Regions from separate parts of the Anas platyrhynchos genome. Here region 1 is linked to region 2. Evidence: chromatin contacts called from public Hi-C data. All regions are on one chromosome and are shown on one strand. The core of a region is the stretch at or near the end of the contact, and the rest is flanking DNA. Distances in the headings are between cores, read along the strand shown.

The links. A called contact is a pair of places that touch in the nucleus more often than the background predicts.
Region 1: a contact with region 2 is called in a Hi-C map of subcutaneous adipose tissue, with 1.8 times the contacts expected there. The contact joins the enhancer-like site here to the promoter of ANKRD11 in region 2. A contact is called at or near these places in 3 of 8 Hi-C or Micro-C datasets (skeletal muscle and subcutaneous adipose tissue).

What each region holds. Positions count from the first base shown.
Region 1 is chr12:1,541,778-1,546,744 of IASCAAS_PekinDuck_T2T, forward strand. All of the region lies in intron 2 of ANKRD11 (ankyrin repeat domain containing 11), which reads left to right. Among named protein-coding and RNA genes, the nearest start is that of ANKRD11, 56 kb to the left of the region's middle. Within about 2 kb of position 3,479, at least 6 of the 8 cell types and tissues checked have an H3K27ac peak or open chromatin away from gene starts, as enhancers often do. A contact at or near this core is called in subcutaneous adipose tissue, where this site is marked.
Region 2 is chr12:1,486,464-1,491,317 of IASCAAS_PekinDuck_T2T, forward strand. ANKRD11 (ankyrin repeat domain containing 11) reads left to right here and starts at 2,235. Exons shown (of 13, transcript XM_072043799.1): 1 at 2,235-2,527. It overlaps LOC110352371 (a long non-coding RNA gene), which reads left to right. Exons shown (of 2, transcript XR_003499847.3): 2 at 1-1,487.

The sequences.
Region 1 (4,967 bases), core at 2,229-4,728, 57 kb after region 2:
AGCACGTCGGGGCTTGAAACCCAATATGCAAAGCGCCGCCAGTAACCGGCTCCATCACATTCCCGGGCTGCAGCTCGGCCGCCTGCAGCACGCCGCCGCTTTTACGAGCTCCCTGTGCGAGCTGGCACGGGGCGGCCGTGGAAGGGGTGAGCTGGAGGCACGGGAGCGCGGGCGGCTCCTGGAAGCAGCAGCATTGGGGCTGGGAGCCCGGGGCTGCTCGCTGCTTCCCGGCTGGTTTTGCACCGCCGTGCGCCTTGGCGCCGTGGCGCATTCGCTCCTCGGAGGGGCTTTGGGCACGCAAAGCCCCCGCGAGGCACCCCGAGGTGTCAGCTGGCGAGCGTTTGGCCGGTTGCCTGTGGGCGAGCAGGAACCGGATTTGTCCTCAACGGATAAGCAACGGCAAGAAAACCCCAAGGTGTGCCTTGCTGCCTGCAGAAGTGTATTTTTCCTGTAAACAAGGCTCGTTGCAAGAAGCGTCTGCTGTCAGATCAACGGCGAGGAAACCGAGAAGCCAGGCAGCCAGAATAAAGTTTGGCTTTCTCAAACGGCAAGCTGCTCTGCCGGGTTAAAACGAATAAAAAATACATTCAGGTCAACAGCGGTGCTGGACTGGAGCGCAGCCTGTTCGCTACGTCTATATGATGAAAAAGCCACCAAAATAGAAAAATTTCCTCATCGCTCGCGGGGCGGGCAGGAGCCGAGCGCACGCAGCGCGTCGCTCGGAGCGGTTGCAGCGCTGGAACAGGAAGCCTCCCTCCCCCTCCCCGCCTCGTGGACAAGCCGTCTGCAGAGCTGATCAAAAGGATGTAAAACTTGTTTACAAGATGTATGCAAAATATATTTGGGAAGGAGCGTACGGGCTGCCCGGGCCGGGACGCACACGAGGGATGCGCGGCGTGTCCCGGCCGTGCGGGCTGGGGGTGCGGAGCCCGTGACCCCCCGATGCTGTAGGGCTGGGGAGCGAGGCAGGAGGAGCCTTCCTCTGTCCTGTTGCACCCGCTGAGCTGCCTGAACCTCGCCGTGTGCTGGCTAAGGAGGGCACGAGATGTGAAAGGTGAACGGTGCCCAAGGGACACGGTGCCCCCGTGGCGCTGGGACCTGCGGGGCTGTGCCTGGCCACGCGTTTGTAATCGTGGTCCTGAGAGTCAAAGGTGGGAGCGTGTGTTTGGTGTTGGAGACGTGCATGGTGCCCTTCAGTCCTTCCGATTTTGGAATAAATGGCAAAAGGTATCTCTAGGTGGATGGTGGATCGGTGACAGGCCAGCACGTGCCTGCCTGTGCGCTTCTGCTCCGGTTATGGGGTTGCTTGCCTTCCCCTTCAGCCTCGCTCACCTTCCTCTGCTTCTGTAAAAGCAGCACTTTCCTACCTCACAGGGAGTCTTAAGGCTTAATCCATTGTTTGTAAAGCTCTTTAAGATCCTTGTTTGGAAGCACTAGAGTCTGGAGGATTAAAAACAATTTATTTTTGTGTATCTTGTATAATGGGCACCTCAAAGACTTGCCAGAGAAGAGGAATTGCCGGAGATGGCAGGGCTGCAAGGTAACCAGGAGGGAGGAAGCGGCCGGGAAGAACAAAGAAGGCAAAAGCAGGGAGCTGCTTCCCCGCGGCGGAGCCAGCCTCGGCGCGAGCGGGGCGACTTTCCAGCCCCGGAGGAAGGGGCTGGACGTCGTCATCGTGCCGCCTTCCTCCTAATCCCATTTAAGGACCCATCTGGTCGGTGCCGCTGCCTGGTTGTGAAGGGCAGCACACGGACCATCTCTCCGGTGCTGCTGCCCTTTGATCACACGGAGCACCAGCACTCCTTTTCGTCCCCTCTGTTCTGTCCCGTGAGCCGTGGTGTCACCAGGAGCTGGCCCCATGGCCATGCCAGAACCCAAAAGCCATTTACTTGGCCACTCGTGGCCACAGCCTGCAGAGCATCTGCATGCTGAGCTGTGTCATCGGGGCACCCCATGGGCCTCCCGCTGTGTCCCCTTGGAAGTGGCCACGGGTGCCGGCGATGTGAGGAGCAGGCATCAAGGCAGCGGCCTCCAGGTGATGGCAAAGTGTGCTCAGGACCCTCAGCGCCTGTTTTTTTGGATGGGATGCAGGCTTCATGTCTGCTGTAGCCGGTTTGCATCAGCAGAACGTGAGAGAAGACAACCTGGGGAGTCCTGGTGGGCCGGTGGCTGAGATGATCGCAGCAAATCCTTTCGGCCTTGGAAACGATTGATTTTATTAATTTGAATTATTTCCTATTTTTGCTGGTTTTGCTTCAGTTATCCCCTTGAGGTTGTGTAAGACTTCCTAAGACTCTCCAACGTTTGTTCACCCCAGGACGTGTGGGGTGCAGCCCCGCTTCCCCCGGGCCCATCCCCAGCTGCTGCTCCGTGGGGCCCTTTGTGCCAGCGGAGCCCCAGAAGGATCGATCCCCTCTGAACGAATTTCTCCTTTTGTTCTGCTCGATCCCGTGACTGTTAAGCAGTTTTAAACCAAGATTATTTTTAGTCTCCTGCAGCCTGAGGAGCGAAGCACGGGGGCTTTGAACAGGCACCAGGCTTCCTCCAGCAGGGCAGGGAAATGTTTTCACGCCCTACAAGCCCTTTCCCTTCCCGCTGTGCCACCTGCCCTGCCCCGAGCCCGCCTGTCCCCGCGGCCACCCTCAGCATCAACCTGGGGCGCGGGGGATCAGCGCACGGCTCCACACGTGGTGGGAACCGAGCAGTTGAAGAAAATGTTCCATTTGTCAGGGTTAATCCCAGGCACTTGCAAAGCCGTGCCCGAGCTCTGCCCCGTGCCTGCTGCTCGCAGGGACTGCGCCCCTACAGAGCTCCCCCGTGGGCAGGGGAGGCTGCGGGGCGCAGGGACGGAGAGCTCGGAGCTGGGCACGGCTCCTGGCGCCGCACAGGATGAGCAGGCGTGCTGCGAGGCTGGCACCCGAAGGGGTAAATTACAGAGAGTTTGAAGCCTCTGCTCAGCGCGTGGTGTTAATTGGAGCTTTACAACATTTAGCATTTCTTTCAGCAGGGGCAGGAGGACGAGCGGCGTCGCGGTGCCACCGTCCTCGGGCTCCATCCAGCCCCTGGTTACCCCTGCCTGGGGCAGCCCTGGGTGCTCCTGGGGGCTCTGCGCCTTCCGCAGGGGCTGCTGGAAACTCCCCACGTCCCTGCCCGGCTCTGGGCTTCGGAGGAGATCCCTGGCTGAGCAGGGGGGTGCCGGGGCTGGTGAGCTCGTCTCCGAGGGTCCTGGTGGAGCCCTGGGTGCGCAGGGCTGGTGGCAGAGGGGCTCTTCCCCTCCCGAAATGTATTCCAGCTCCAGCCTGCGCTGTGGCGAGAGGGGGAGCGAGAGAAGGGAACAACAGCATTAGCGGATGTAGAAGTAGCTGGAATGAGAAGCTTTTGTGCCATTAATAACAGCTCTGGCTGGCAGCCAAGGCTCGGAGTGTGGGATTAGCCTGAACAATCAAGACTGCAGGATCAAAACAAGGAGGCAGGAACAGCGAGGTCACGCTGCTGCCATCTGCGCTGCCGCAGTGGTGGGAGGGAGCGGAAGAGGGGGCTGCGCTGGAGGAGCGCGGCCGCCAGCGCCCCGAGCCCCGAGCCCCCGGCTCTGCCACGGCCACCCCGTGCCCGACGCTGGCTCCTGGGGAACGGCTCCCAAAAAATCCCCGAGCAGCTCCCCCCGGGGCTTGGTCACACTCCTCTTTGCCCAAACCTCGTTCCAGCTCGGGGATCTGGCCGACTCCTGTGGCCCCTTTGTTTTTGGCGATTGTCTTCCCGCGACAAAGCCCGCGGCCTGCCTCCAAAGGAGTGTCACCAGGGGTGTCACCGCGTGTCACCGCTCTGCGGGCTCTGACTGGCATCTGGTGACCCGGAGAGGGGGGGGACACGGCCGGGGCTCAGCTCTGGGCTCGCCGGGGGCAGCAGCACCGCGGCTGAAAGCGCCCTTTGGAAAGGGGCTGCTGCTGCAGGGCAACTCCGGAGGCAGAGTGAGGCCAAGCTGGGTCTGTCTCGCCCTGGAGTCGAGCAGATTCCTCTGAAAATCCTTCCCAGAGCGTCAGAAAGCAAAAGGATCGGAGCCGCGCACGCAGCTTCTCGTCTCTCCTTCCCTCTGACCTAGTAAATCTCAACTGTCCTGCGAATGTAAATACAAAGGCTGAATGCAGCGGGAGCAAAGCAGCGTCCCACAAACAGCCTCCCAGCTCTGGCTAAAAATATCTCGGTGCGGTGCAGTAACTCCCAGGCATTCTTTTGTCTGGCTGCTTTTGAATTCCCTAATTGAAGTTGGTTGGAGGGCAGTGCACCAGTTTCCTGAATAGCTTCGATGGCGATTGTGAGCTAAAAAACAAGAGCAAAACTGTTTTTCCTTTGTGCCGCGGCACTTTTGTTTACCTCCCTCCCCCCCCTTTCCTAATCTCTGTCTTTTTCCTTACGATTTTATTTCGCGAGACGAGCGCATGAAATGCATCTGCGGGGCCGGGAGGTGTGGGTAGGGGGCCGCCCTTCCCCACCCGTGCCCCCACGTGCGCCGCGGGGCTGCGACGGCCGGGTTGGCGCAGGGATGCGGTGCAAGCCGAGCTTAACGTAGTAGGAAGCGTTAATAATGGCTCCTAATTGCCTACTAATAACTAAAGCTGGGGGATTTGGCAGCGGCTGGGATAGAGTTTTCTCCTGCAATCTGTCTGTTCCCTGCAGAAGGAACAAAGTTGCTTTGCAGCGGGGCATCTGCGCCGCGCCGCAGGCAGGGGGGAGTCCCGGCCCCGCGCAGGGCACGCGAGCGGTGCCGGGGGCGAAAGCTGCGGCGTGCTCTGGCCCCCCAAGGTCTACAAGAGGAAGAAGAACGCCACCGGGCCGTTCTCCTCTCCAAATGTGTGTTTTTCTTCATTTGAACTTGGAAATAGAGAAGCCCGGGCTTGCTCCAAGCCCTTGGCGGAGCGCCGCTGCCCCAGAAGGCGCATGCGGGGCCGAACGCAGACGGGTCCCGGAGC
Region 2 (4,854 bases), core at 985-3,484:
ACTACTGGGGGAAGGTGCGGGATTGGAGCCTGAAATCCCTGCTTTATCCCCTGAGCAGGTTAGGGACAGGAAGCAGCATTAGCAGCCCCAGCCGGGTGTTCTTCAGGCAAAGAGGAATCAGGTTCTGCAGCCAGCACAGCCCTCAGCCCTGCTGTTTGAGAACTCACATCTCCTATTTTCACACTCCCCATGAGATGTTCTTGCCACCTGAATCTCGGGGAGCTCCTTGCAGGGTGCCACCCCCCCCCTCTTAGCTTGGACTCATCTCACAGCACTTTGCAAGCAGAGCGAACGGATACCTGGAGTCAGGTATCCACTGCGCCATCCACAGCCGTCACATCAATAATGAATCAAGGGATTAAATGCAGAGCTGAAGCAACCAGAGGGTAAACTCAGACTTTTAAAAGAAGTGAAATTGCTCTCGTTGCACGTGGAGCAACATGGGGCCCGAAATTCCACTGGGGGCAAGGAAGGCACCCCATCCCGTCAGGCAGCCACGGGCTTCAAGCCTGGCCGGGACACACTGCTGGGGCACAGGCTCGTGGCTGTGAGTCACTGCTGAGGAGCAGGCAGTTTTAGACAGGTAGGTGACAGATGGCGACAGGCAGGGGATCAGAGGGAATCAGCAGTACGGCAGCAGCGTCAGGACAGCTGCCCGTTGGGGCTTGGGAAGCTCTAGGACAGGCAAGGTCCGAGGCTGTGACAGGGACATGGGCACCTCGCTGAGCTTGCAGGAGAAGAGCAGGAAGAGGGGACTAGCTCGGTAGGAACCAGAGCTGTTGGAGGCCACGAAGGAGCAGACTGCTCCACGGGAATGCTCCCAGAGAGCTGCTGAAGCACGCAGAGCTCAGGCCAGGCATCCATCGGTGTGCAGGGGGTGCCTGAAGTCAGCTCCAAGCCCCACGGACCGCTCAGGAAGCTGCATGCAAGCAGCCGTCACTCCGTGCTGCTCAAATCCAGCGGCAAGCTGGAAGCCTGAAGCCTGTCATTAGGAATCATAAAAACAGCAATTAGAGCAGAGCGGCACGAGTTCACGCCCAGACCATCAATACGAGGCATTTACCCAGCAGCAGGGGACCGCCGCCCTCGGAAATCTTCCTCGGCTGGGGACGCAGGAGGCCTGGCGCTCCCCCTTGCCAGCCACACGGGCACGAGGCCGTTTTATTGAGGAAACCTGGGGTGGCAAGTGGAGGTTGGGAGGTCGGAGCTGTGCTGCCGGGAGCAGCAGCAGGACTCCTCGCCGGCCTCCCAAACGCTGTCTCGTTTGCCAAGCCCATCTCTCTGCTGAGTGCTAATAGGTGACATCAACGAAACCACGAGCCAAGCTTAAAGTGAGGGCTCTTCTAATCAACGTGCTCCCGAAGCTTTTTCTCTTGGCCTCTTTGATGTTGGCGCTTGACTGCTCACGCAGGATTTACCCCGATGTTTGACCGTAGTAGTCCTCAATCACTTGTATGACCTATTAAAAATAAAAGCCCATCTTTTCCCATTCTGGTAGGTGCTGAATCAGCAGAGAGCTGCACCCACGGTAGCACAGATGCCTTCCATACAGGTGCTGCATCGCTTTGCTGTTGGGAACGGAAGGCTGAAAGCACCCCACAACTAACTACAGGCTTTTATTTCCCTCATAAATATCACAAATAAGCCGCAAGGAGCAGAACCATGAGGAAGGGGCCCTGCAGAGGCCCTTCCCGCGCTGCAGGTCAGGAGGGCGCAGGGAAGGCTCCAGCTGCGGCCGCCCAAAGGCAGCACCAATATTGGGGAAGTGAAAATCCCAATTCCCCTCAGTTTTGAGCTCGGAGGCCGCAGGGAGGTTGTTTGCAGTGCTTTGCGTGAGGCGTGACGAGAAACCCACCGAGAGGGAGGCTGACAAAGGGAAACGAGAGCCCAAAAAGCCCCAAAACCTTTATGTTTTGGATCAAAAATTGGGATTTTTGTGATTTCTGGGCACTGATAAACGGCGCTGAGGGCGAATCCCCCTCACACCACCACACGGGGCGCAGGGGGGGGGGGGCCCTGAGGCGCCGCCACCTCACGGCGCTGCCCCCCCGGTCCCTCCCCCCCGCCTGTCACTCACAGCTCCCAACCAATCAGCACCGCCTCCGCCGAGCCACGTCAGCCAATGGCGGCCGCGCTGCGCCCCTCCCTCCCCCTTTCCCCCCCTCTCCCTGCTCGGACGCGCTGACGTCGGGCGCGCGCGGCTCGGCCAATGGGCGGCGGCGACGCGGCGGGCCAATGAGCGGCGGCGTCTCAGCCAGCGGCTCGAGCGGGCGGCAGCGCTGCGAGCGGGGCCGGGCCGAGCGGAGCGCAGCGGGGCCATGGAGCGCGGGGCCGGCACCGCCACCGGCACCGCCACCGGGACGTGCGGCCTCTGCTGCCCCCCCCCGCCACAGCATTAGCCCCCCGCCGCCCCCCTGCACCCCTTTCAGCCGCCTCTTGCTCTCTCCTCTATGCGGCCGGGCCGGCGGAGCCGCCGCCAGGCCGCGCTCCCCCCCGCGCCGGGCTGCCCTCAGGCCGCTGAGAGCCGGTAAGGGGCGGGGGGGGGGGAAAAGGGAACCGAGGGGGGGGTTTAAGGGGTTAAGGGGGGGGTTAAGGGGTGAGGGGGGGGTTGGGAAGGGGGGAGGGGGTGATTGGGGGGGTCTCCGGTGAGAGCGGGGGGTGCCCGGTGGTGTGTGGGGGGTGTCGGTAATACCGGGGGGTTATCGGTAATAACGGGCGGTTATCGGTAATGGGGGGGGGGTTATCGATAATACAGGGGGTTATCGGTGATCCGGGGGGGTTACCGATAACACGAGGGGGATCCCCGGTGATACCGGGGGTTACCGGTACCGGGTGGGGGGGGGCTCATCGGTAGGCCGGGGGGGTCCCCGGTGATCCCGGGGGTTACCGGGAGGGGGCCGCCACCGGGGGCTGCTCGGGGCCGGGAGCCGCGGCCGTTCCCTGCCCCCCCCCCCCCCCCCCCCCCTTCCTCCACCCGTGCCCCCGGGGGGCGTCGTGCTGCGGTGGGGGGGGGTGGGGGCAGCACCGGGAGGAGAAACGGGGGAGGGGGCGTTGGGGGGTGGGGGGGGGGAAAAACAATGCCCCGGGCCGCCCCTCTCGGTAATTTCCGCTTCCCATTTCATCAGCCCGGGGAGGCGTCAGAGCCCCGCGCGTGTGCGTGCAACCCCGGGTTGAGCCGCCGCCAGCCGGCCGGGCCCGGGCATTTATTTATTTATCTATTGCATTATTTATTTAATTAGCTATTTTTATTATTTATTTAATTATCTATCTACTTATGTATTTATTTACCCACCCACTAGCTTCATCCAGCCTTTGTGCCCCCCGGCCCTAACCCTCACCCCCCCCCCCCCCCCCCCCCACCTCCCCGGTGCCGCCGCCGCCCCTAGCAGCTGCCCCGCGGTGGGGCCGGGCCCGGGTCCCCCCCCCCCCCCCCATCCCTCTCCCGTTCTCCCCTCCCTCCCCGCGGAGGCTCCGGGGGCCGCATGTGTGAGGATTGGCTCGGCCCGGCGGCCCCCGGGTGTGTTTTGCTCTCCGGTTGCAGGGCTGGGATCCTCCCCCCGGCCGGCTCCCCGCACAAAGTGCTCTCTCAGCGCCGGGGGAGCGAATTCCAGGCAGGGCTGGGGGAGCTCCAGCCCCCCCCCAAGCCCCCCAGCACGGCTCCTCGGGGCGCTGAGCTGGGGGCAAATGGAAGGAGCCCGGAGCTGTGCGATTTTGGCCTTCTTCTGGTCCCTTCCCAAGACCGAAGGGCTTTATGTAATCACAATTCTGGCCTTGTTTTTATTTTTATTTTTTTGGGGTGGGGGGAGCAGTGCTCCATGGGGAGGGCGATTCACTCCCGCACGCTTTTGGACGGCCTCGGTGCGCTCTTTTGTGCGTGCTCCACCAGGAGCTAAATATTTGCCTTGATTAACTTAAAAAGGAAAAGTTGGCGCTCGCACAGCACGGCTTCAGCAGCACGTTCAGGGTGCCTCCTGGAGCAATTCCCCAGCCCATGGTGGTGCCCAGCACAAGGGCTGGGAAACCGTGGTGTGGAATTGGGACCGAGCTCCACGGGGGCTTCTGTGAGCCGGGGGGGGGAGCGTTGGTGCTGCCCCCAGCCCCGTGGGGTGGTCCCTGCACGTGGGCACACGCTCGGGGCTCTCTCTGTGCCTCCATCCCCAAACTGGGGGCTCGGCTCTTCCAGCACATGGCTGCTGCGTGCCTCCTCCCTGCCAGGTGCTGGGAGAACCGGGGAGGTTTGGGACTTGCCTCTAGGAGAGCTCAGGAGGTTTGGGACTTGCCAGGGCGCATCTTTGCTGGGTTTCAGCGAAGTTTGCTGCGAGCCCGTGCCGTCGGGCTGGCTGGGGCTTGCATCACCCCCAGCCCCGTCTGGGTGCGCGGCGAGGCTCCGGCTCGCAAAGCCTGGGTCGCCTCTGCAGCGAGCGCTGTTAGAGCGTGGCTGGCATGTGAGCCCTGTGGTTTCTGCCCCCGACTCGCTGCGTTCCCAGCTGTGTGTGTGCTTGTGCCTCCTCTCCGTGGTGGCTGTGAACCTGGCCCTCCAGGCTGGGAGCTGGAGGTGTGGAGCGAAGCGTTCCCCAACTGGTTCTGCCATTCAGCGCTGCTCGTAGAAGTGAACTCTTGTCCCCGTCTCCATTTCATGAAAATGTGGCTCAGGGTGAATTGATTTTTTTTTATGTGCTGCTTTTTTGGTTTTACGACGTTGTAACAGCGTTTTCTCAGGGTTAAACGTATGGGCTGTCCAACATGGGGATTGGGCTGGGGGGGGAAGAACACTCAAGCCAAAAAAAGATCACCAAAAAAAAACCCCAAACAAAACCCCCTTGATCAAAGTGCTGGGCTTCGGTTCTTCCTTCC